7 separate regions of the Mus musculus genome follow, and regions 2, 3, 4, 5, 6 and 7 are each linked to region 1. Evidence: chromatin contacts called from public promoter capture Hi-C data. All regions are on one chromosome and are shown on one strand. The core of a region is the stretch at or near the end of the contact, and the rest is flanking DNA. Distances in the headings are between cores, read along the strand shown. Region 1 holds the start of Slc4a8 (solute carrier family 4 (anion exchanger), member 8). Region 2 holds the start of Rnd1 (Rho family GTPase 1). Region 3 holds the start of Hoxc5 (homeobox C5). Region 4 holds the start of Fkbp11 (FK506 binding protein 11). Region 5 holds the start of Lalba (lactalbumin, alpha). Region 6 holds the start of Tmem106c (transmembrane protein 106C). Region 7 holds the start of Rapgef3 (Rap guanine nucleotide exchange factor (GEF) 3).

The links. Promoter capture Hi-C pulls out the DNA fragments that hold promoters and counts their contacts.
Region 2: a promoter capture Hi-C map of liver shows a contact between it and region 1, with 4 times the contacts expected there. The contact joins the promoter of Rnd1 here to the promoter of Slc4a8 in region 1. A contact is called at or near these places in 4 of 39 promoter capture datasets (hippocampal neurons, liver and pre-B cells).
Region 3: a promoter capture Hi-C map of liver shows a contact between it and region 1, with 2.6 times the contacts expected there. The contact joins the promoter of Hoxc5 here to the promoter of Slc4a8 in region 1. A contact is called at or near these places in 4 of 39 promoter capture datasets (the SN4741 cell line, cranial neural crest, liver and 1 more).
Region 4: a contact with region 1 is called in a promoter capture Hi-C map of liver, with 4 times the contacts expected there. The contact joins the promoter of Fkbp11 here to the promoter of Slc4a8 in region 1. A contact is called at or near these places in 2 of 39 promoter capture datasets (liver and pre-B cells).
Region 5: a contact with region 1 is called in a promoter capture Hi-C map of liver, with 6 times the contacts expected there. The contact joins the promoter of Lalba here to the promoter of Slc4a8 in region 1. A contact is called at or near these places in 3 of 39 promoter capture datasets (liver and pre-B cells).
Region 6: a contact with region 1 is called in a promoter capture Hi-C map of liver, with 4 times the contacts expected there. The contact joins the promoter of Tmem106c here to the promoter of Slc4a8 in region 1. A contact is called at or near these places in 3 of 39 promoter capture datasets (liver and pre-B cells).
Region 7: a contact with region 1 is called in a promoter capture Hi-C map of liver, with 4 times the contacts expected there. The contact joins the promoter of Rapgef3 here to the promoter of Slc4a8 in region 1. A contact is called at or near these places in 3 of 39 promoter capture datasets (liver and pre-B cells).

The regions. Positions count from the first base shown.
Region 1 is chr15:100,760,241-100,764,038 of GRCm38.p6, forward strand. Slc4a8 (solute carrier family 4 (anion exchanger), member 8) reads left to right here and starts at 1,507. Exons shown (of 25, transcript NM_021530.2): 1 at 1,507-1,734. The coding sequence starts at 1,690. Gm52175 (a long non-coding RNA gene) reads right to left here. Exons shown (of 3, transcript XR_003951485.1): 3 at 2,449-2,686.
Region 2 is chr15:98,675,425-98,678,994 of GRCm38.p6, forward strand. Rnd1 (Rho family GTPase 1) reads right to left here and starts at 2,037. Exons shown (of 5, transcript NM_172612.3): 1 at 1,806-2,037; 2 at 1,063-1,150. The coding sequence starts at 1,925.
Region 3 is chr15:103,011,658-103,015,405 of GRCm38.p6, forward strand. It overlaps Hoxc5 (homeobox C5), which reads left to right and starts at 2,351. Exons shown (of 2, transcript NM_175730.5): 1 at 2,351-2,878; 2 at 3,571-3,748. The coding sequence starts at 2,425. It overlaps Mir615 (microRNA 615), which reads left to right and starts at 3,253; the gene lies at 3,253-3,344. It overlaps Hoxc6 (homeobox C6), which reads left to right. Exons shown (of 2, transcript NM_010465.2): 2 at 1-224.
Region 4 is chr15:98,726,366-98,729,839 of GRCm38.p6, forward strand. Fkbp11 (FK506 binding protein 11) reads right to left here and starts at 1,833. Exons shown (of 6, transcript NM_024169.4): 1 at 1,592-1,833; 2 at 1,318-1,383; 3 at 846-933; 4 at 535-568; 5 at 119-189. The coding sequence starts at 1,720.
Region 5 is chr15:98,480,984-98,484,749 of GRCm38.p6, forward strand. It overlaps Lalba (lactalbumin, alpha), which reads right to left and starts at 1,700. Exons shown (of 4, transcript NM_010679.1): 1 at 1,553-1,700; 2 at 1,090-1,248; 3 at 547-622. The coding sequence starts at 1,688.
Region 6 is chr15:97,962,817-97,966,081 of GRCm38.p6, forward strand. It overlaps Tmem106c (transmembrane protein 106C), which reads left to right and starts at 1,413. Exons shown (of 8, transcript NM_001252153.1): 1 at 1,413-1,519; 2 at 2,024-2,214. The coding sequence starts at 2,034.
Region 7 is chr15:97,766,109-97,769,496 of GRCm38.p6, forward strand. It overlaps Rapgef3 (Rap guanine nucleotide exchange factor (GEF) 3), which reads right to left and starts at 1,558. Exons shown (of 28, transcript NM_001177810.1): 1 at 1,287-1,558; 2 at 654-866. The coding sequence starts at 1,292. Rapgef3os2 (a long non-coding RNA gene) reads left to right here. Exons shown (of 3, transcript XR_384421.2): 2 at 560-1,783; 3 at 2,267-2,729.

The DNA.
Region 1 (3,798 bases), core at 257-2,756:
TCACTTTGTAGACCAGGCTGCCTCAAACTCAGAAACCCGCCTGTCTCTGCCTCCCAAGTGCTGGGATTAAAGGTGTGTGCCACCACTGCGAGGCTATTTTTTTTTTTTTCTAATGTGCATTGGTGTTCTGCCTGCATCTATGTCTGTGTGCTACATTTATTTCTTGCACCTGAGGAGCTCAGAAGAGATGAAAAAATTCCCTGGGACTGGCATTCTGGATGGTTATGAGCCTCCATGGAGGACCCGGAACCCAACCCAGGTCCTCTAGAACAGCAACAAGTTCCCTTAGCTGCTGAGCTGTCTCTCCAGCACTCTCTGACAGAATCTCCCACCAAGTCTGCAGCTCATCATGGATTGGTTGAGACTGAGGCTGGCTGGCAAGCTCCGGGGACTCTGCCGTCTCTACCTTCCCCAGCACTGAGATCACAAGCTTTTGCCTCCAGACCCAGTTTTCCTAGGTGCTGCGGATTGAACTCTGCTCCTCACACTTATATGGTAAGAACTTTTTAGACCGAGCCATTTCCCCAGCTCCAGAGACATTAAGGCCCAATCTTGTTTCTTATTTTGATTACAGTGTGTACTGATGATATGTGGAGATTGAAAAAAAATATTTTTGTGTGAGATAAGGTCTAACCAGGAAGTCTAGGCAGGCTTGAACTTGCTGCTATCCTGCCTCAGCCTCCTGAGGGCTAGATGAGCCTGCACCACCATAAGGGTTGAACTTTGACATGTACTGGGTCATGCTCCTTTCTGCAGTTTTGGCAGAGGCTGAGATTGATTGCCACGATCCCTTTCCCCTCAATGGCTTGGACTCACCTCCACTCTCAGGAGACAGAAGACAAAGGCCCCTTTCTTTCTCTCAAGCTACGGATGGTTAACCTACTCTGTTTCCTTTTAAACTCAGATCAAGTCGAATGCCTTACTCCTCACTTTCCAACCTCGCCTCAGATCGGTTAGTTCCGCTGCTGAACAATAATTCGTCTTACAGTATGTCTTTTGGACACGTTGAAATCACCCTCAGCTCAACCCCCACTGTCTGCTGTCAGTCTTAGACTGGGGAGACCCGAGTCTCAGCCTCTTTGACTGCTTCCTGTCTGCTGCTCTCTAACGCTCTTCAATCTGGCCACTAACTCAAGGGTTAAAAGTAATTTTAGAAGGCTCTCTCTTCTCATTACTTCCTCCTGCCATCTTGGTTTCGGAGGGAAATTTTCTATTAATTTAAAACCCATCTTCCGAGGAATAAAATCAGAACAGGTAAACCTGACACTTTCCCAAGAGTCAGGTGCAGCTGCAAACAGAGGCAGGGATTTTCAGTTCCTAGCAAGCAGTAGGAAGGACCTCGGAGCCCGGAGGCCCCCTAAGGGGGGAGGCGGTTTCTAAGGCAACCGGCGCGGGGAGGGGGTTGGCTCTCTGGCGCCCTCCTCCCTTCTTCCTGGTAGCCCAGGGTACCGCCGGACAGCGTCCTCCCGTGCTCCGCGCGCTGATTGGCTGCTCGGGGCGCCCTCTGATTGGCTGCTGCGGGCGCCTCGCGGGCTGATGGCTATGAAGGTGGCGCCGGTTGATGGTTGACCGATCCTTGGATCCAGGGTAGGGGTCGCTGCGCGTGCGATCGTCTCACACTGGACTACAGGGCGCGGACTGCTGCAGCTCAACCTGGAACCTACCGGCGAGACCAGGCTCCGCCCGGCCATGCCCGCCGGGAGCAACGAGCCGGACGGCGTCCTCAGCTATCAGGTGGGCCCCGCCTCCCGCTCCTCCCCGGCTCAGCCTCGGTGTTCTGCCCACCGCCCCGCTCCTGCCCCAGCCGGGGTTCCAGGCGTGTCCCCGAGGGCAGGGGGGAGGCCCGCACGGGACGCCAGGGGGCGCTCCGGGTGGCCGGGGAGGGTGACCTTGGGCCGAGCCCGGAGCCGCCGGCACTGCAGCATCCCCTGCGTCGCCGGCTGCCCGGTGTCCCGGAGCAGTGACCTCTGTCCGCGGGTCCCGGTTGGCGGCCCACACCGGCTTCTGGCCTTGCCTAGTTATGCTGTAGGTGGACGAGAGGGAATCCAGGGACCTTGCGCGGGTCTTTGTGTTTTGACTCTGTTTCCTCAGTGACTCAGAGGAAACCTTGCAAAGACCGGGAGGCTGGGAACAGCCCTGAGAATGTAGCCGGCTTTGTGGATCCCTCCGTGCTGCCCAGACAGCTGACAAGTTCTGGGTATGGATGCACATGAACCAGGGGAGCCGTGAGGTGTCAACAGCGCCGACACCACCAGCCTTACCTAGAACAACAGGGGCGGCTAATGTTAGGAAGCATTGGACTAGGTGTGAAGGGTCAGTGGGTACAGGTTCCAACCTGCTTCTCATAGGCTTCGCGATCTGAGTAAGCTACCTGTCTCTTGGAACCTCGGTTTCCCCATCTATTAAAATGGAAATATGTGTACGGTTTACTTCACAAGGCTGTTTTAAGGACTCCGTGAAACACAGTTTATTGTGTGATATCCAGTGAGTAGTAGCTTTTTGAATTCTCACACCGGCTTTCTTGTGAAACCCGATCAGGTGTGGTTACTGCTGTGCCAAGAGGGTTTGAAGGAGGGAAGGGAGCTGAGCCGGAGACTAGTACCGAAGCAGGAAGGGTGGCGGGTCTTGGAAGCAAATGCCATGTTGACATCAGGAGTGGGTTCTGGGAGGAGGCATGGAGAACTTCCTGCATGTGGTGAATGAAGTGGGCATGACACACCCTGCCCCTCTTCCCGGCAAGTAGCCTTTGCTTGCCAGTCACAAAAATAGATCTAAGATCTTGGAAAACCTTTCCCCATCTGATCTTATGACATGCTATGTTATAGTCAACCTTTGTTTGGGAGACAGTGAGCAAAAATAGGCCATGCTCTTGCCTCTTCCAGCTGGTAGAAAAGGAGAATTAGCGTTTTTGTTTGTTTGGTTGGTTGGTTTTTTTGCCTTTGGCGGTTCTGGGGATGGACTGCCTTCTACTTGCTATGCAAAGGCTCTACCACTGAGCCATACCCTGGCTAGAAGTAAGAATTGTGTGTGGATGCCTGTGTGTGTGTGTGTGTGTGTGCCCGAGCACTCATGTGGTGGCTGGCCAGAGTTTGATATCTGGTATTCACCTTATTTATTCATACATGTTCTTACACTGAACATCAGCTGGCCATGAGCCCTTGGGATCAGCCTATGGTGAGGTCCTCTCACCCGCCCCGAATGCTGGTATGCTTTAACACGGGTCCTGGGAGTCTGGATTCAGGTCTTCATGCCAGAACAAACACTCTACCTTCCCTGCTTCCCAAAGTCAACCAAACAAAACACTGTAGTCCTAGTCCTCCTGAGGCAGGAGGATTGTGTGTTTGAGGTCAGCATAGACTACATCATGAGACCCTGTTTCAAAAAAAAAAAAAAAAAAAAACAACCCAAAACCAAACAACAACAAAAACTACATAAAGGAAATGTGTCATCATAAACTCAGGTGCTTCGGCAGTGTCCCAGACAGCCCTGTGAGAGGGTACGTGACTCAGACCATGGGAGAGGTTTCTAATGAAGAAAATTTGGGCAAAGGTCTGAAGAGTGAACATCAGCTGAAGGAAAGGGGAGGTCGAAGAACTTGGAAACAGAACAGGAATTTCAGACGTCCTGTGGCAGATGTGGAGCAGGTTCTGGAAGGACAGTGTGGTGCAGCCACAGGAGCCACGGGGGAATGAATGTAAGGTGTGTTCTGGGTTAGTAACATAGGGAGACACCGTGGCCCCTGCTGAAGAAGCTGGTGTTTACCCGAGGACCAAGAGTTGTCACTGGTGAGGGGGCTTG
Region 2 (3,570 bases), core at 787-3,286, 2.1 Mb before region 1:
GAGGAATTTTGGTTGTGGGGAGAGCGAAAGAAATATCTATCGTTTTCTGTTTTCCCATTCCTTATCCCCGGTCTTCCCAGACCTTACAGTTGGAGAAGCAGCACAGGATCCTTCACAGAAGCTGGGTGGCACATCTACCACACATGCAGGAGAACCTTGGTGCTCTCCAGCTTCCCCAGAAACTCGGGCTGAGCACGTAGAAAATATCCTTTTTGGCAAAGCATGGATTTTTCTTTTCTTTCTCACATGGCTGGCACTTACTCTTTAAGGATGTCTGAGACAGACGGTTAAAAAGAGGGGCTGGGGTAGAGAAAGTGGGAAGGGCTCAGAAGCAAAGCTGAGCTCTAAAGGGCTTGGGAGCGGAGAGTAGGGAAAGCATTGCTTTCTACATTTCCAAAAGATAGACAGGGCATCTCCAACTCACCCCAGCCCAGGGAGAAATGATAAGAACTAGACCCCCATGTGCTCAACTGGACACTAACCCAGTGTGGACATGCCCTACATTTACTGCCCCCCCCCCAAAAAAAAGCATCGATGATGCATCGCTTCATCATCGTCTCTAAGCCGCAGCCTCTGAGTTGCGGCAAGCAGACAGCTTCGGCTTGAGATGCAGGAGAGTGATATTCCCTCCAAAGCCGGCGGGGCGGGAGGGTGGCTCTCTGCCCCGCCACAGCTGCCTCCAGCAGCACCCTCCTACCTCATTTAACTTTGCTCTGGAGAACTAGAGAGAGAGGGAGAGAGGAGGGAGAGGAAGGGAGAGGAGAGAGACAGAGACAGAGGAGACGTCTGGTACTCCCGGGGAGTTCTCAGGGCTCCCTTCACCTCACCATCCAGAGGTGAACTAGACCAGAGACCCAAGTGGCACCCAGGCTTGTTCACTGCCTTCCAGGATCCTCTAAAATCATCAAAGCCCCAACCAAAGAATTTTTTACATTCTTTCCTTCGCTTTCCTGGCAAGCACCTATCTTCAAAGGTGGATTCCCAGCCCCCCCCCCCTTAAAAAAGCAGCAACTGCGGCTAGCCAATGGTGGTAGGATGGGGCATTTGGGGGTACACTCTTACCTGAGGTGTCCCAGAGACTAAGCTCCACTCTCTGTTCCTCTGTCTCCAAACAGGCTGTGTAATTCTCAAACACGGTAGGCACATAGGTCTGCGAGGAGACAGGAAACACTCACACCCCGGCAGCAGCATGCCCTCAGAACCCCACACCAAGCGTTGGCTACACATGCGCCGAGAAACACCAAAGTGTCAGATGGCGAGAAGCCAGAGGAGGGGGAGCCATTGGGGACTGTAGAGGTATTGGCCTTCGCTCCCCAGCCTGGGACAAACCCCCTACATCCTAGCTAGTCTGAGACACATACATTCGCATTTTCCTCACATCTCTAAATGTGTGTCCCATTTTTCAGAGCCACAAGCCAGTTTTAACCTCTGTCTTCTGCCCTCTAGTCCTTTGGCACAGGTGAACAGGCAAAACAGCAGAAGCCTGCGCGGGGGGGGGGGGGGGGGTTGGGGAGGGCACCCTCACAGAGCCTTATAGGAGGGGCAGGCAGGTACTGCGTCAAGAATGAAGCCCAAGCTCTCGGGAGCCTCCAGGTCTCAGGGATGAAGGCAAGTGGGAGGGGATATGATGGGTAAAGAGGTGAGGAGGAGCCGACCGGGCGGCAGAAGTGGGTCAGGTCTCTAGGGAAGCAAGACAGGGCAGTCCTCCAGCCAGAAGGCAAGGCAGGGTGGGGCGGCCTGCGGGTGGTGGAGAGCGCTGTCCCGGACAGGTGGGGGATCGACCCCGGGACGGCAGGGAAGCTCACCTCGGGATAGCAGTCTTTCGCTAGCACCTGTAACATCGCCGTCTTCCCACACTGCACGTCTCCCACCAGGACGAGCTTACACCTGACCACCACTGGCTGCGGTGCCCGTCTCTCCTTCATGGCTGCAGCCTCGGAGGGACGTGGACTCGGGTTCAGGGAGGAGGAGGTCGCGCCTCAAGTGTCCGCACTAGCACACTAGCGCGGGTTCCCTGCCTGCCTGCCTCCGACTGAGGCGGAGGCTCGTAAGGCTCCGCTATAAGTCTCAGACTGATCCAATCACAAGAGGAGGCGGACTCTGTCCAGGCCAATCCCTAAGGTGGGATCCCCTGCTGCAGCCAATAGTAGGAGACTCCGAGTCAGCGCCCTCTTCCTCCCTTCCCTTTCTGTTAAAGCTGCACGGTGGCTTCCTCTTGGAAGGGGATTCCCACGCTTTTTGTGTTGCTGTTAGGAGGTCAGGAGGGGACTGGAAGTAAAACTTAGTGATCTCTGAGTGTCTATGAGTTAGTGTCAAGACCCACAAAGAGCTATAGAATCAGGCTGTCTGTCCCAGGAAGACAGCAGGACCTGCCTAAACTATGGACAGGTGGGTGGCATCTCTCGGGGGAGAGGGTGACTCCTTAATTTTATATAGTTCCTATTCACACTGGTTCCACTTCTGGGATCTCCTAATAGAAGTCTCTGCTGCCCCTCTTTTACAGCCCGACTCCCTTCCTCAGGAATCGCCTTCCCCAAAACAAACCAAGAAAACAAAACAAGACAAACAAAAAATAACTTGACCCAGAGATAGGCAAAGAAAACAAAGGAGGGCGTCTTTCAAGTAGGAACAGGAGAGAGAAAGACCAAACAAGCTGCTTTCTGCCAGCCAGGAGCCAGCTCATGCCAGGCCTGGCAAGCAAGAGTGAAGGTGTTTTGTTCTGTGGCCTGGCTTCAGTGTCCGAGATGAATCCAGGGCAGGTCTAGTTCCAGGCTGATAGCCACGGATTCTGACGCACTGATAGTGTCACCTAGTGAGAGTCCAGCCTGGATGCCAGGGCTGGGCCTCAGGGATTAGAAATTGAAAACCAATCATTGTAGACTGAGATAAACTACAAACTGCCGCCGACTGGCCCTAGCCTGCAAGCCTCCACGGCTTCTGCAGACCCCTCTACTAGACAGAGCTATGGAAGTACACAGCTCATATAAGCCACTGGCCACCAAGGAAGTCCCGTGAGGCCTCCAGAGAATTGGGGGAGGGGCAGTTTAGGGCAAACTTGAGAACAACCTAGGGTTCCCCTTACCCTGTTCTGTTGGTTTGGTTTCTTTCTTTCATTTTATTTTATTTTATTTTATTTTTTTTAGAGAACATCACACTGGAACTTGCCGTATATAGCCCATCTTCTTGCCTCAGGCCTCAGGCCTGAAATTCAGACAGAGAACACCAGCCCTGGCTCACGGTTGTCTTGAGGTCCCTTCTCGAACAACCCCAAGCTTTGCTCATAAGCCAGTCATTGCCACCCACCCAAGACCATTTTCCCTGAAATTAATAAGCACCTTTCAAAGGCTTCACAGGCCCTATGGACAGATCTAGTAAGACAGCCAGGCCCACTATAACGGAGAATGGACGTTATCTGGGAAATGTAGTCCAGCCAGTCTCCCTCTAGTCTACTCTTATGGTTCCCAGCTTCTCTGTAGGCTCACAGGCTGGGCAGGGATCCCCTCCATCCATCCACCCATTACTTCCAGGAATGGAGTCACTGAGGGAACCAGTGGACTATCCAGCGTTTCC
Region 3 (3,748 bases), core at 1,101-3,600, 2.3 Mb after region 1:
TTATATTTATGTTTAGCACCGTCAGTGTTCCTATCTCATTTAAAAAAGGATTTAAAAAAAAAAGAGGGAAAATAACAAAAAGAGAAAAAAAGTGAATGACGTTTGTTTAGCCAGTAGGAGAAAATAAATAAAGAAATAACCCCCTACGTGTTATCCTCCTGTATAAATCCGACCTCTGGATCCGTTCTCGAATATTTAATAAAACTGATATTATTTTTAAAAGTTTATAATCCGCCTGTCTGCTCTTTCTCCCGCCCGCTGGCTTGCCAGCAGAGCTCTCGCGCGGCCTGCAGCTTGCAAAGCCCCCAGCCCTCCGCACTCGCCTGCCCTGCAGCCAGGCGCTGAGCCTCTGTCTCCGGGTTCTCCTGACCGAGATGGGGTTCTGAGAGGCCTCTGGGACCCTCCCTACACGGAACAGCACACACCCCGGAAAAGAAAAAGAGGAAAGGGGCCGCCTGGACTTTCGCTGGGGGCGGGGAAGCTTGAGTGAGCCGGGTTGGGCTCCAAGCCCCACGCGGGCCTTTCTTCCTGCCTGTAGCAGCCAGGGATCTTCGGCTTCTGAGCCCTGAGCCCAAAATGCAAGAAAAGGAGCCTGATCCGAGCACTAGGGTCGCTCCCACCCACTGCCAGCAGAATGGGGAGAAGGAGAACTAGCAAGCATGCCTCCAGCCCGCCAGGCCGGCTGTTGTGAAACCTGGCTGAGGCTCCCTGGCAATCCAAGGACCTCAGGAGTCCGTCCGCAGAGACTGAGCGATCCAAGGACGACTGGAAAGAGAAAGACTGGAAACTGAGTTCTGGCCTGTTCTGAGACTCCTGACCCGCCAGACAAAAGTCCTTCTTCCTTACAGCCCAGCCTATCTGGTTCCTGCCTCTTCTCTCCTCAAACCTGGCGCATGAGGGGCACAGTAGGACCCTAACCCTTTTTCAGATCCAGCCTTCTTTCCCCAAGGCTCAGCATAGAAACCTGAGTGGGCCTAGGGGAAGAAGTGTGGGTGGGAGGTCTCCCGGAGGGGGAAAAATCGGTCTGAGTTTTCCAGACTCTCCAGGTCCCTGCCACCGCCCCCCTCCTCCAGATCCTCGGCCAGCGGGGGTTGGGGGGAGAGTTCTGGCAGAGACTGAGAGTTCCTCAGTTCCTGAGGAAATGTGGGCAGTAAAGAGTAGGGTCTGGGACTAAGAAAGGGGATAGGACCCAAAGGTTGAAGAAACCCTGGCCAAAGACTGTGTCTGGGTTGCCCGACTCCCTGCCTGCCCACCCACCTCCCCATGAGCCTTCTATCTTGAAACCTGGGCTAAGAGCTTACCTCTAAAAGAACAAAAGCAGACTTTTATCTCTGCCTTGCTCATAATATTTGTGGAGGTTTCAATCTTGCCCCTCTATGCTCTTGGGGGTCATCTGAAATATCTGGCATTCTCATGGTACCACATGAAGACCACACAGAGCTGTAGAAGGGCCCTCCAGTTCATTGTGTCTAGTTACATGCATAGGAATGTTGCCTCTTGCAACATGTTAGGGTTCCTAACATTGTGAAGTCTACCCAAGTTCACCTGGCCCCTCACCTCCAGTCACATCCCAGAGAGTACCTAGGACTCTCAGCCTCAGGACCTGTCTGCTGCTTCTGCTCATTCAGGAACCCTCTCTCCTCTTGGGTATCCTGCCTACCTCCCAGAGGTTAATTTTTCCAAGCATACAAGACAAGCTTCTCTTTATCAAAACTGAGTTCAATCCTCCCAAGCAAGAGACCTTGACCTTTAGTTTAGGTAACCCAAGATATGTCCTCCTGGCTCTCCACGCTGGGCTTTAGCTACCCCAACTCTCTTTCTCAGTCATCATTGAAGTTTGGAAGGCTCTGGAGGTAGGGAACTGGCACTATTCGTTTCAAAAACCACCGGTGTAATTCATAAATAAGGCCTCATCCTTTCTCAATTTTAAGCAGAATTTTAAAGACAAGCTCAATGGGTTAGTTTGTCCAACAAGCAACAACTTCTCCACAAACTGACTGCTAGAAGGCCAAGCGATGCTACAAGATGAAATTCCTCCGAGTCGGCACCAGGTGTCGCTGTGAGCTCGTTGTCCCGACTACCCCCCAATTCCAAGAACCATTTTTTTTTCCTCCCCCTTGCTTCTCTTTCTCTTTCATCCCCCCCCCCCCAACCCCCGGGCTTTGCCAACATATCAAGATGCGTTTCGCCGGCTTCCATCACTAACCTCCCGGAGGTCATCAAGCCAAATTTATGAGTGGCCGCTCCAGTCACGTGACTCTATTTAAGGCTCCCTTATTTGGGAAGAGCGCATAGGATAAAGAAAGAGATATCTCCACCTATAAATTGTGCACTTTGGAGAACAAAAACCCCCTCAACTTCAAAGAGTCACAAATCACCCTTAATCAAAAAGGGTGCAGAAATTTTTTTTGGGCCCTCCCCGCCATGAGCTCCTACGTAGCCAATTCATTCTATAAGCAGAGCCCCAATATCCCTGCCTATAACATGCAAACTTGTGGGAACTATGGATCGGCCTCAGAGGTGCAGGCATCCAGGTACTGCTACGGCGGATTGGACTTAAGCATCACTTTCCCACCGCCTGCGCCTTCCAACTCTCTCCACGGGGTAGACATGGCTGCCAACCCCCGGGCTCACCCCGACCGCCCCGCCTGCAGCGCCGCGGCCGCTCCGGGACACGCTCTGGGCAGAGACGAAGCGGCTCCTCTGAACCCTGGGATGTACAGTCAGAAGGCGGCTCGCCCGGCGCTGGAGGAGCGAGCTAAGAGCAGTGGGGAGATCAAAGAGGAGCAGGCGCAGACAGGGCAGCCTGCCGGACTGAGCCAGCCACCGGCCCCGCCACAGATTTACCCGTGGATGACCAAACTGCACATGAGCCACGGTAAACTTTAGGACTTCATTTTGCGCGCTCGGGTCCGCCTGGGTTTTATAGGCCATGCGGGGCAAATAAAGAAAAAAAACCTGCGGCCATAAATTTTACGATCCAGGCATCAATGGCTCGTAAAACTGTCCACTAAAAGGCTTAGAGGCTGTGTGCGCCCAAATTTACGACGACATAATTGGATCATAGGAACAAAACGTGTATAAAAGGCAATATTCAATTTTGGGGGGAGAGGGAGGGAGTTAAAAAAATAGAGGGATCTGAAGGGTGAGGAGCATGGGGCTCCAGAGTGGGGATCCCCCCGCGGCTCCCTCCCTCCCTCCCCTGCGGAGCCGGCTCGGCCAGTGCTCGCGGCTCCGGAGGATTCCAGCGACTCGGGAGGGGCGGGAGGGGGGTCCCCGGTGCTCGGATCTCGAGGGTGCTTATTGTTCGGTCCGAGCCTGGGTCTCCCTCTTCCCCCCATCCCCCCTCAGCCCCTCCGGCCGCAGAGTGAAGGCGGCGGTGGAAAGTTTCCTGCCCAGGCGGAGGCGCTTCTCCCGGGACCGGGCCTGCCCGCCTGCGGCCCTTCTGGCCTGTCCCACCGCGCTCACCTCTACTCCCTCCGACCACGGGTGGGGCCTGGGACTAGGGTGGGACGTTGGAGTGCTGCACGCTATTCATCCCTCCCTGGTTTGGGGGAATTTATGTTCCAGAGACGGATGGCAAGCGGTCCCGAACCAGTTACACGCGCTACCAGACCCTGGAACTCGAGAAAGAATTCCATTTTAACCGCTACCTCACTCGCCGCAGGCGCATAGAGATTGCCAACAACTTGTGTCTCAACGAGAGACAGATCAAGATCTGGTTCCAGAACCGCAGGATGAAGTGGAA
Region 4 (3,474 bases), core at 583-3,082, 2.0 Mb before region 1:
GGAGGAGCCCCAGCTCAATTCTTTCCTGAGATTTGATCTGGACTTTTTCAAGCTCGAGACAGAGCAGAGGTTCTTGGGACTGTGTGTGACAGGCAGGAGAAAGGCCTGGTTAGGTTACCTGGGATAGATGGCGGGTACCCTCGCTTTCCATAAGCCAGGTGAGAAGGAATGACTGCTCTTCGCTTCTCTCTGAGGGAAGGAACAGGGATTGCAGGCAGGAGGGGGGTGAGCTGGCAGCCTCAGCCCATCTGAAGTGCCTTACCCCCCTCCTCAGATAGCGACACCAAAATATGAAATTCTCCACCTGACAGGTGGATCAGCAAAGTCACCAATCTCCCCACAGCACTCAGCCTCCCCCAACAAAACTGACAGCTGGAGAGATGCCCTGGGGGGGGGGTTCCCATTAACCTGCACCTCTCCAGTATGAAGTCAGGGGCCCTTTACTCTACAACGTCCTGCCACTGGAGAAGGGATGACAGAGAAACCTTCTACCCGGAAAAAGGAGCAGTCAGGCCCCGGCCTTCAGATACTCACCCCACACACATGTCCAAAAGGCTCTGCTCCAGACCTTGAGGAAGAAGGCAAAACTGAACTAGAAGCTACATATCTTCCCCACAGTACCCAAGAGGAAAATCAAAGGCTCCCCGTCATCAAATGAGCTTAGCTCCACTTCTCAGACTCTCTGCCGCAGTGATGTGTGGGGCAAGAAGAGTGTTAGAAGTGGAGTCTGAGGTAGCGGGAGAGCCTTGGGATCCTTTTCATTCTAGCGGCTGTTCCAGAGCAATACAGCCGGCAAGCAAGCAAGGGCTTAGGCTAGGGAGAGGTCAGAGGCACGGGGCACATACCTGGAATCACCTGCTTTTGGCCGAGTTCTATGACCAGAGGATCTCTGGTCAGAGAAGTGTCAATAATGCGTCCATCTACCAAACTGCCCTGAAGACAAAAAAAAATGGTGGGTCTAAACCCACCATTCTTCCCACAATTTGGGACCACCCGGAAGGAAGCAACCCCTTTAACAAACTTGTGTCCTGTCCCCATCTCCTTCCACCCACCACCACCATGGGCAAGAAGGAACAGGAAGCCCCACGGGGCTGGCGCTTCTTGGAGCTCTCTCTATCCTTCTTTTCTCAGCGCTGGAGAGGAATCGGCAGAAAACAAGGAAGAAAGAGAAGCAGGCGAGAGGACGCCCCCACGTGCGGGCTGATCCTAGGACTCAAGTTCTCTAGGATAGCTTGCCACGTGTCCAAGCCAAAGCTGACGTGTTTCAGCCGGGCGCCGCCCCTCCCAGGCCACGCCCCGGACCCCCAAGCCCCTCACCGTGTAGTGTATGTGGAGCGTGTCTCCAATGGCAGCAGATTCCGTGCACGATTCAGGGGGCTGCACCTACGATCAGACTACAAGGGTCAAGGCTGCTCCTCCTAAGCTCCTCTGGAGACCCAGCACCTTTTCCCCCAACTCAGTTCCTTCGCTTCTTTCCTCTTCACTCTCACAGGACCATTTAGAGTCCCAGGCTTCCCCGCGATCCCTGGCCGTAAAGGGGAACGGCGGGACATGGGGTGGGGGGAGGGGAGTGGCACCACAGTCTCCTCACCAGGGTCTCCACTTGGAGGGTCCGGACAGGACTTTCGGTTTCTGGCCCAGCCTCAGCCCGGCACACCGCCCCACTGAACAGTAGCAGCAGTAACAGCTGGAGTGGTAGGAGCAAAGGGCTCAGGGTCATGATTGGACCGGGTCAGAGCACCAGGATACCAGGGCAGGCTGTTCGGGTGCACGCGACCAGGACGGGTTCCCTCACTCCAGGCCAGACTGGTATGGGCGGGTTTTCAAGGCGCTAGCTCCTCCTCCTCCTCCTCTTGCAGCCCTCCCTCCACTTTGTCCCCACCTCCTAGAGGGGAAGAGACTGCAGAATTCCCTAACCTGTGATGGAGGTCGCGGATGGTGACCCATCTAACAGTCTTTCTGACCCATGACGACGGCTGGATCATGTAATAGCACATATTTGCCATTACCAACTGTAAAGAGGGGCGTTCGTTTGTCTCTAACCTGCGAATGGCCAGGAAAGGGAGGCACACACTTGTCCCCATTTCATAGCTAGGGCACTTGCCCAAGGTTAACATGGCAACTGGTGACAGTACTCAAGCACAGGGCTAGCATTTGTGCTCTGCTCGGTCTTCTAAGATCTGTCCCTTTCCACTAAGCCCAGAGGCAGGTGTCCAAGTCGGCTGACCCTTCACACTCCTGTTCATTCTGCTCTCGGGTATGTCCAGAAAGAGCTGGCGGCTTCTCCAGCCTCCTGTCTTGGGAAGCATTACGGGGCATCTTCCTGTAAAAAGTGATCCATCACAGATCTTCTCCTACCAGCAATGGCGTTTCCTTCCTGTTTTCCACAAATCCTTTTCACAACAGCAGCACGGACACCAGTCTTGTGTTTATGCAAGGACTTCAGTTTTTAAAGGGGGCTCAAGTAATTTTAGGCAGCCTTACCAGTTTCGAATTTCATGGTCTGAACACTCACTGACAACCTAAGCTGTGGTACCCAGCTCCTGGTCACTCACTCAAAGGCTGTCTGGCATGGTGTCCTTCCATACCATATTTATTCTCAGGCTGTTTCTTGGTTCGTTGTCTTCTTTAGCATTGATACCGGTTGTAAACACAATTCCACCTGTGTGTCTGGCCAGCAGCTCAGACTACACACACACACACCCAACACACACTTCCTCTTATTTGGAAGAACCTGACCTCCCTGACCTGGCTGTCTTGGTGGTTCTCCTGTACCGACATTCTGAGATTTCTTCCATCTCTAATACCCAACCAGTTTCCTTTGGGATTTCCTCTTCCAGCCCCATTAGCGAGTGCCTCCATATATAATGCTATCATTCTAATTAAGCTCTCATGTTCTCTGGGGGTGGCTTTGTGGTATTGGGGATCCAGTCCAGGCAGGGCTCTGCTCATACCTGGCAAGCGCCTTAGTTAACACCCCTAACCCAGGAATTATTTTTTAAATGCTCATTGTCAGAGGCTGGATAGATGGCTCAGTGCTTAAGAGAGTTTGCTGCTCTTCCAAAGACCAATTCCCTGCACACACATCAGATGGCTCAAAAAGTCTGTAACTCTAGCTCCAAGGACTCCAATGCCCTCGTCTAGTGTCCATATACACAATAAAAATAAATCTTAAAAAAAAAAAAGCAAAACCCTGCCTTCCAGATGTTGTGGTACACACCTTTAATTCCAACACTCAGGGGGCAGAGGCAGACAAATTCCTGAGTTTCAGGCCATGTAGGACTACACAGTCAAACTCTCTTTAAAGAAGCAACAAAAACAAAACACTGGAACCTGAATTGGTACAGTGGGATAGGGTGGTGCACACCTTGAACCCCAGCATGGCTACATAAAACCCCCCTCAAATACTAACTGAAGCCACAGGCGGCAGGAATTCCTGGGGTTGGTAGCATGCTGTGTCTTGAGGATATGGGG
Region 5 (3,766 bases), core at 450-2,949, 2.3 Mb before region 1:
TTGTAGAGAAGAAATGGCATGGGCTTCTAAGTGGAATGAGGCTCACTATAATAATAACAACAACAATAACAATGATAATAATAGGACTAGTGGAGCATGGCTTTAATCTGAGCACTCGGAAGGCATAGGTAAGCAAATCTCTGTGAGTTTGAGGCCAGCCTGGTCTACGGAGTGAGTTCGAGGATAGCCAGGGCTACACACACATACCACAGACACACACATACACACACAAACACTCACTCACAAAAACCTCTCTCAACAAGCCAAAATAATAATAATAAAATCAATAAGAGTTCAGATCTAGGAAAGATGTGGAATAATACCACAAGGGCTTTAAGGATGAGAACTGGCCAGGGGAAGAGAGTCCTGGACATCAGTCTTCCAACATGGAACTTCATATCGGGGAAGTTGTCACACAAAAATGACACGAAGAAGCATTTTAAATGTAGACCTTTGGGACTCTAGATGAGTTTTGTTTTGGAGACTCCATCCAAAATTAAATGGTCTGGAGAGGGAGGTCAGAAGAGAGCAAAGACGACGACTTACCAGTAGTCGATTCCTTTGATAGCCAGGATCTTCTTGGCACACGCTATGTCATCATCCAACTCGTCATCCAATAACTCTGTTATAACAGAGTGCAGGAAGGAACAAGACAAATAAGAAGTACAGCTCAGTGGACTGGTTCCTCTGGCCCCAGAGTCAGGGGAACTGGTTCTGAGTTGAAGGTTTGGCCTAGAGACTTTCTATATGAAACGGCCAGTCTGATAATGCCTCCCCTCCATGGGAACTCCATTCCCTTCCCTAGGACACCTCACGAGACAGCATCAGATTCATCACGCCCTGAAAATACAGCGTATCAGACTTCAAGACTCACAAGTGTCCCAAACTACCCTTCCCTGAACCTTAGGGGACTCTCTGGGCATGTGGAGATCATGACCAGTGACCAGGTTCTTACTAAGCACTGCTATCTCAAGTCATATGGTACCCAGCACACCTGAGACATGCTGGGTACCAACAAGGAGGCTGCCTGGGAGGACTCGGAGGCAGGCTGTAGAGATACAGAAGAGTGTGGTGAAAGAGGATACTCACTGTCACAGGAGATGCCACAGATGTTCTCCGACTCGGGGAACTCACTACTTTTACACCAAAATCTGTCACTGATCTGGAAGAGTCCGTACTCTGTGCTGCCGTTGTCGTTGACAACAGCTTGTGTGTCGTAGCCACTGGTATGAAATAAAACACAGGCCCCTGAGGGAGACAGAAGAAAGAACTTTCTCAGAGATGTCTCAGAGTACCATAATTGAAACACTGGTTTCCCGGGGGGGGGGGGGGGGGGGCTTCCCAACCAATCTCCAAAAGTGGTGAAGTCCAGATTATCTTGGTGAAATGAGAAAGGCCAGACAATGGGAGACAGGCAGGGCAGGAGAAGTAATTGAATACAAGAGGTCAAGACAGAACAAGAAGAGGTACGAGACCACACCACGAGGAGACAGAGAAGGAGGAGAAGGGAGAGGTGGGAATGGAAGGAAGCAGGGACGTAGTATGAACTCACATTCAAGCAAAGAGATGCCTTGATAGCCATCTATGTCTTTAATGGCATGGGACACCTTGCATTTTGTAAGCTCTGTGGCTTGAAAGGCAGGCAACGACAAAATACACACCAGGAACAAAGGAACGAAATGCATCATTTTGACTGCTCCTGGACCTTGTAATGCAGACACCGCTCACTTCATCTGCTTTTATGTATGAAGAAGGCCTCTGGCCTCCTGGCACCGGGCCTTCTCTCTAGGAAGACAATGATGAAGAGATGCTTATGCCAAAATAGAAACCCTGAGCCTGCCAGCCTCCCTCCATCCTGCCACCCTCCCCCCATCTCCTGCATCCAGTCAATACCAAGTATTGTTTTCTTCCCACATAATTCCACACATGACCCAGCTTCTCACTTGGCTCTGGTAAACCTTCATTTCTTTTAGGGCTGCTTCCAGGAAGCAGGATTTCCTTAACCTACTTTTGGAACAAAGGAGGCTTCAGAGACAATACAAGGGAGGTGACTGGAAAACACAGTTGGCTACAGCCAACTCCATGCTTACCCCTAAACACATACAGAACGTGGAAAGGGGATGTATCACATCCTAGGATCAAAGGTGATATTTGTCTGTCCAACCTAGCCATAGGACAAAGTCCAGGAAAGCCCCTTGATATGGAGACTCATAACTGAGAGCCTTGGGAAAAGGGATGGAACATGGTGGCATTTAGCATGAGACTCAACTACTACTTGGATCCCAAGACTTCCTATGGAGGGAGATAGATAATGTGAAAAGTTTTGTGTAAAAATATCTAGCTGTTCTATAAGAAACTGCCAAGCGCCGGGCAGTGGTGGCGCACGCCTTTAATCCCAGCACTTGGGTGGCAGAGGCAGGCAGATTTCTGAGTTCGAGGCCAGCCTGGTCTACAGAGTGAGTTCCAGGACAGCCAGAGCTACAAAGAGAAACCCTGTCTCAAAAAAACAAAAAAAGAAAAATAAAAAGAAAGAGAGAGAGAGAGAGAGAGAAACTGCCAAGCGCCCTGCCCTCAATCGCCTCTGCCATAACTAGCTAGATGCTTTTTGGTGTCACTAAGACATTGTGTCAATCCAAGGCTAATTCCATAGCAACATTGTTAATAGCAACATTGTTCATAGCAACATTGTTCATAGCAACATTGTTCTTGGGTAAGTGGTCCTTGATAGCGAAGGTTGGCCACAGACAGGAAAGGGTCCTGGGTAAGCTATAATAGGTATCTCCCCTAAGCAAGTCAGGGCCAGGTACTAGTTTCAAATAATTCCTGTAATTTTCTGTCATGGAGTACTACACTCATGGCATCAATAATCCTTTCCCTCCTTCCTGCCTGTGCTCATTTTATGAACCTGATTTTTTTTTTTTGACGTCTCCCGAGGTCTCCATCCTAACCAAGCCACCTAAGACTTATAAACTGGAAGTCTTCCAACTGGTTATTATCTGTAAATCTTCAGAGACAGAGACACTCTTCTCTGTTCAACCCCATCCCCCTCTACACAGTGTAACCAGTGTATAACACAGCATGACTGAAACTCGTGTGGAGGATGTGAAACCCAAGATGGATGAACAGAAACCCCTGAATGGAAAGAGACGCATGCTCAGAAACACTGCAAGCATGCTGACTCTGCGGGTCTCCTGTGTTCTACCCGGAAGGACTGGGAGGGTATGGGACAAGAACGGGAATTCTGTCACACTGAGCAAGTCCCATGGGGACTCAGTGGGGATGGAAAGATGACCATGGACCACACAGGAGAGGACTGCATGAGAAGAGTTAGGTCTGATGGAGTCTTCCCAATGGTGCTATCTGTATAAACTGCCTCTGGCCCTGGGCTGTGGAATGAGTATCTGTGATGGAGGGAAATGGAGACCCACAGTCTTGGACCACAGGCATTTCCCGCACTTCCAGGCACACCTGCTTGCCCGTAATATGATCGTATCTCTGCCCTTCCCTATAAGCAATAAAAAGCAGTATAAGGTCCAGGAACTACAGCTAAGTCCAGAAAAGGAATCAAGTGTGCCCCAGGCGAGAGGAACCGTTTGTTTTTAAGAGTGGGGCCACCTGAGGACAGAGAGCTAATGGGGACAGCTGCAAACGTTCAGAGGAAGATGTCAGTTCCTGGAGCTGGAACAACAGACAATAAACACGGCTTTGAAAGAGGAAGAAATGGGAAGGCGGAAGTGTGGCGAACGCTGAAGCTTCCTGTCTGGTT
Region 6 (3,265 bases), core at 163-2,662, 2.8 Mb before region 1:
TATAAAAGTTGAACAAAATTTTATGTATTATTTGATTCTCAAAATACTCCATAATATTAATATGTTTGATGTATAAAGTGCATTTAAATAATACAAAAAATTATGAAAAAAACAAATAAACAAAAAACAACCAAATCAAACCATCCAAACAAAAACTCCAAAACCAAGACCAACTAACAGACCAAGCTTTCCTCTTTATTTGCGCTGTGTCTATATTTATTAGGATTGTGTCCCACTGTGAGAACATGAAATCTAGGAAGATCAGAATTCTATCAGGGACCTGATTTCTTTTATCCTTCTGTCCAGAGTTCCTCATGGCCTCTTGGTCACAACACAGCTACTTTAATCTCTAATACCAAGCTCACAGTCCAGACAGGAAGAGTGAGAGGATCAGCTGAGTCTCTATCTACTTTAAGGAGACACAGAATTTTTACTAGAAAAAAATCTACAACCTTCCCCCAAACTGGGCAGAACAGTATCACCAGAGTTCATTAACTGCAACCAAACAATATGTTTTTAGCTTAGCCTTTATTTCTCCCAATATCATCAGATTTATTTAAGTAAGAGACATAGAAGTAGGGCTGGAGGGATGGCTCAGCTGTTAAGATCATTAACTGCTCTTCCAGAGGTCCTCAGTTCAATTCCAAGCAACCACATGGCGGCTCACAACCGTCTGTAATGAGATCTGATGCCCTCTTCTGGAGTGTCTGAAGACGGCTACAGGGTCGTCATTTAAATAAAATAAATCTTCTCTTGCTGTTCTTAAAACAGGGTCTCACTTTGCTGGCTGGCCTCAAACTCACGTTCTAGGCTAATTTGAATTTGTGGCGATCCTGCTGTCTCTCAGATGCTGGAAGCCCCGTGCACCATCACACAGGGCTCTTTAGCCCTCTTCGCCAGTTTCATTTCGCTTCTGTGGCACTTTAGCTTTCGGAGGAGCTCTCAAACCCTTTATGCCCATCCCACGTTTTTTGTGGATAGTGGTCCTGAAATAGGATCACCTTGCAAAACTTAGCTTTGGGTTTCATTCTTTTGACTAGCCAGCAGGACTCCGATGGAAGTTGCCTCCAATCAGGCCCCTTGTCACAGTGGTTCTCCATAAGCTCTTTAGGCATTCAGATCCTCTGCCGGGACCTAGTACAGGTTCTGGGTTTTGGGTTTCTTTATGCCCCGTGTCCCTGTGCGGAGAGAATGGCTTTGGCCGTCCTCCTCTCACACAGAAGCGCTCTGATCCGGAAGCTCAGATCTGGGGGTATAGAGGAGCGACGTTCTGTCTCCGAGCACCTCCGCGGTTCTCTGTCGCCCCCTACCGGTGGGTAGGTGCGCTGCCGCTGCGCGGCAGGAGGGACGCGCTGGAGCTCAGGGCGCAGGCGCAGGCGCTCGCGCTCGCCCGGGTCCTCGGGCGGGCTTGCGGTTCTGCGCGTGCGCACGGGCGGAGGCGCGCCGAGGACTCGCTGGAGCGGGCAGGTGGAGGGAGGAGTGGTCCCGGGAGTAACTGCCAGCAGTTGGTGCGCCACAGGTCCGGGGGCGCCCGCGTTCCCGAGCCTCGGAGGCCTGAACGCGTTCGGAACGTGGCTTTTTTTGTGCGGGGGCGTGACCTGAGCCCGCCTCCTCGGCTGGGAGTGGAGGAGAATGGGGATCGCTGAGGCCTTTAATTAATCTGGTGCCTGTTGTTTGTGTGCCCGAGGTGCAGCCTGTTTGCCTTTTGAGTTTGCAAACAGAGGGGAGGAAGCGGCGGGGTGGGGTGGGGGAGCAGGAGGGGAGATGGGGTCTTCCGGGCAGAGAGCCTAATCCAGCGAGGGCCGTCCTATTCCAGGGGGAGGGGAGGCCAGACACGACACGGGACACTGCTGCAAAAGGAAGGCCGCAGTAGGAACTGCCAGTGTTGCGCACACAGGCACACACTTAGAACAACAGCCTCTTGCTCAGTATTTTGCACTTTATGCAGAAGTGATTTTTTTTTACCTCTAGAGCGGCCCCACATGGACACTAACACGCGCTCACCACCCCCCTCCCCATATAGGAGATGACACATGGGGTCTCAGCACTCCTCTGCCCTCACATTTTGTCAGCGAAAGAAGGATGACAACCCGGAGGACTTGCTGGCTGATAGAGATCAGGAGGAAGCCATCGCTCAGTTCCCCTATGTGGAGTTCACTGGGAGAAATAGCATCACCTGTCACACCTGCCAAGGAGCAGGCTACATCCCAGCAGGTGAGACCATCGGCCATCACACGGAAAGCACTCTGGCATCTGCTCCAGCCAGCCCTCCATAGTCATAGCCCGCCCTGAATTGTAGCCAGCTCCGCTGCCCTGATAAATGGACAGACTCCAGGTTTTTTGTTTTTTGTTTTTTTTAAATCTTACACTCGGAACCCTTTCTCTTCTTCATTTCTACTCCTTTATTAATGCCTTAGTTTCTTTTCTGGTTGCTCTGATAAAATACTCTGACAATGGCAATTTAGGGGATGAAGGTTTATTCTGATTCACAGCTCCAGGTCACAGCTCCATCACTGAGGACAAGTTATACAACAGCAGCAATTTGAAATCGCTTATGTCACCTTATAGTCACAGCAAACAGCGAGCGAGGAGTGCTCGTACCTGGTTTCCCCTTCCCTATTCATTCAGAGATACAGCCTATGAAATGGGTGCCACCCACATTTAGGGAGGGTCTTCACATTTCAGTAAACCCAGTTAAGAAAATCACTCACAGACACGCCCCGTGGGCCGACCTAATCCCGTCTGTATCCACTGAGACATCTTCCTAGGCCACTCCGGGTTCCCAGCCCCTCTCTGGTTTGGAATGTTTATTTCTCTGCTGTGGGATCTGTTGACAAGGATGTTTCTCTATCGTTCTTGCTCATAAGGATGGCCACAGCATTGTGAAGGAGATATTCTAGCAGATCCTTTACAAACAAAGGCACCATGAGCAGTAGCCAGGGGTCAGCAGAATACCAGGGGGTGGGGAGTGACAGTCGGCTCAGGAGTGGGGCCTGGATTATCTGTAGCAACAGCTGCCACTAAGTTGACCCTAGGTGTTGGGGGAGTCACAGAGATTAGAGCTTTTAAGAACCTTACAAACCACACAAAGCTCCAAGTGAAAAGTGACAATGGCTTTGAGATGTTCCGAGACTTCGTCAAAGACAGCGAAGGCAAGAGCCCCCCAGCCTCAGTGCCGCAGCCCTACGGTGCTGGTAGAAGTTTTACAGTTTGTGGCGTTCTCCTTAGGCTAATCTGTTTCTTCCCCTCCAGCTTTTCTTATCCT
Region 7 (3,388 bases), core at 308-2,807, 3.0 Mb before region 1:
GAGGGAGAGAGAGAGAGAGAGAGAGAGAGAGAGCATACAGACAGGACTGTTGTGCCCAGTAGTTGGAAAGAGAAGACTCCTGGAGCCTGGAGCCTGGTTCCTGGCTTCCCCCTCCCTAGCCCTGTCTTTCTCACTGGCTTCCTTCAGCAGTCCTTCTCCACCCTGAAACCTCTTCAGTCCCCCGTGGCCGGTGCCAAGCTTTATCCACGCAAATACCTCACCCCAGGAGCCAAAAAACAGATTCAGCCCAGTTCAATTGTTCACAAAAGGAGACCGTTGCCACGGTGATGTGTCAGGAACAGTAACCAAGCTAATTTCACCCCCATTTGACCTAGCCCCACATCTCCCACTGCCTCACAGAAAGAACTCAAACATGTAAGCCCATGCCTGGCACATGGAAGTGATGGATAAATGATAAAACCCTTTCCTGCTCACCCACCGGTGGCTGAATGGGGCAGCGCAGCATGCCATACACACGGGGCATACAGGCATACAGGCTCATTGTGTGACCAGCAAAACACACACTGCCACCAAACTTCAATGCCTTCTCTTCACCCAGATGAATTTGCTCTGGAGAAAGCTGCCTGGCCCACCAGCACTACAATCCCGACTCTTCCAGCCCTGACCCAGCCTGGCAGATGGCCGGTACTCACCCAGCGGAGTCCCTGGATGCAGCTGGGGCGCCGGTGCTCGAACACTAGCTGGTAAGAGCAGCAGCGGGGACGGTGCATTCTCTTCAACACCATATTGAGCAGCGTGCCCTCCGGAACCACGTCCGGGAGACCTCCCACCTGCGGTGCCCCCACAGCTGGACTCTCCACCACAGCTGGGCCCACCTGCCAGTGGTTCTCACCTGGCCAGCTGACCTGTGATGTGGGGAGGAAAGAGGACAGCCATCGGCCGGAGGAGCTGGACCTCCCCACTACCACCCCTGGCTTAGCGTCCTCTGGACTTGGACTGGTCATGCGGAGGTGCGGCAACCCTGCCAGGAGCCGGGGGAGGGACAGGAAGACCTGCCCCGGGTCCTGCTGGCTTGGCGCACCTAGGGGTCTCCACTCAACTCACAACGATGGGGCTCTTCTCAGTTCTGGCTGGAATTCGGCCCCACCTCACTACCCATGTCCTGAAGGCATGTCCACCTTTGTACACACACTAGATCCCCAGAAGCAGCTTTTCCTCAAATTCTCCTCCCCGCCACTCTCTCCCACCCAAACTCCCCCACGTGTCGGCTTCCTCTCCCGCCCTTTCCAGCAGCTTTCTTTGGCCCTGACTCCGGCCCACCTTACCTTCATGTTTCTTCTCCAGCTCACACCGCGGTGCTCGCCCTAGCAAGAGGCTGCAGGATCCCTGGAGCGGTATGAGTGTGAGTCCCGAGATGCAGCGAAGGGCCAGCCCCTAGTCAGACAGGTTGCCTGGAGCAGCAAGATGCAGGGCTAGGCAGATAGGGTTTGTCCTGGGTGAATAGAGGGCTGGGGGTGTGGGGCAGCCCCCACCCCTTCCCAAAGGCTAAGAACTCCAAGCCTCCGCCTCCGTCCCAGATGTAAGAGCCAGCTGGCACAGGGCGTTCAAGCGAAGCTGCAGCTGGCACTGGTCCGGGCGGGAGCTGTCACACCCCCTGCGCTGCCCGCCCCTTCCCCTCCCCGGACAGGCCGAGGGGGCGGGGAGCAGGCACGAGCTTTACGGTAGGGGTGGGCATAGGGGAAGGGGCAGAACCAACAGCTGATGGAGTCCCTACCCGAGACTACGTCAGTGGGTTCAAGCTCCTGTCCCGAAGCCTCAGCGGGTAGGAAGTGCCTTAGGGTATCTGCCCCTGCAGCTGCCCGGGTGCCGGGTTAGGGGCGGTGATGGCTGCACCCGCCGCCACGTGGCCAAGAGGAGAAATGCAAACAAGGAAACTAGGGAAGGGGGAGGGAGTGAGTCATGGCGGCCCCACCCGGGAGGGAAATCCGGGCTGGGGCCGCTTCCTGGCCTGGGGCGTCCGGCCTCCCGTTTGGGTTCAGGGTTTCCAGCAGCCCGGGGCTGGAACTGGGCAGCCTTCCCGTGGGGGAATCTCGTTGCCTGGCTTCCCACCTTTGCCCTCCCAAACGCATACACTGGCGCGGGTGGGGAAATTGAGGCTGGCGGGGAGGGACTGCATTCCAGATGGAGAGAGAGACAAGTGGTTGGATTTACTGTGCCGGGACTCGGATTTGTTGCAGAGTTTCAAAGACAGCCTGGGCTTTGGGGCCATGCCCCGCCCCCCAAATGCTCCCCTATGCCCGGCTAGGTGGTGAAGGCAGAGCACACCTCCTCCCTGGGCCTCTTTGCCCCTTCCGCACAGATGGCCGGCACTTCGCACTTCGTCTCACTCGCTCCTGCTTCCTAGTGGACAGACTGTGACCAGGGACGGTGATTTCCGTGGCGCCCGGTGATTGCTCAGGACATTGATGAGGGTCTAGAAGAAGGCACAGGTTCCACCCCAGCGTTTTAAAGCTTTCTAGCCTCCTCTCTTCTTTCCCACTGCCATTAAGCCAGGAAGCGGGAGAGAGGGCTAAATCCAGCATAGCTAAGCCCATTTCCACCCAGAACTGAGAACTTTAACCATCATTTAAAAACTGAATTTAAATGTGTGTGTGTCTCAACAGTTTTTCTCTCCCCAAGGGCACGACTGGTTTAACTCCTCAAATTCTGGTTCCATCCTATTGGCATGAAATGGAAAGTCTGAGCTTTGAATGAACATTTTGAACAAACAGGTCGTCTGTAGTGCCCACCCTTTGAGGCACACTAGTGAAGATTTCTCTGCCCCTGTGAGGAAAGAGGGAAACCTAGAAAGAAGTCTGCCTTACAATTCGAAGAATAGCTCGTATACTTGGCTTAAAAGGAGAGGAGATGGGTGGGTAGTGTCTCGCATGTGCAGTTGTAGGTGAAATGGTGGCCGCAGTCAGGATGCTGGATCTGCCCTAGTAGGTCTTGCAAAAGAGTTTTCTGAAACTAACTGTGGAGTAGGAAGGGGGTGTTTCCTATTCCTGCTGCCCCACTTAGGTCAGGGGAGAAAGATGCTAAGAGATGCAGCAGGACCTGTGACTACTTCTTTTAATGCCTTTTGGGGGGGGGTGGTTTTTTTTGTTTGTTTGTTTTTTGTTTTTTGAGACAGGGTTTCTCTGTATAGTCTTGGCTGTCCTGGAACTCACTTTGAAGACCAGGCTGGCCTCGAACTCAGAAATCCGCCTGTCTCTGCCTCCCAAGTGCTGGGATTAAAGGCGTGTGTCACCACCGCCCGGCAATGATGGTTTTTTTAATGATGGTTCTTAAACACTTTAACCTGCCTTTAGCCCATCAGCCACCAGAGGTAGTGGGAAAGAAAGGATATGGGGGAAGTTGGAAATGGGCAGTTCAGTTCAGCAGGCAG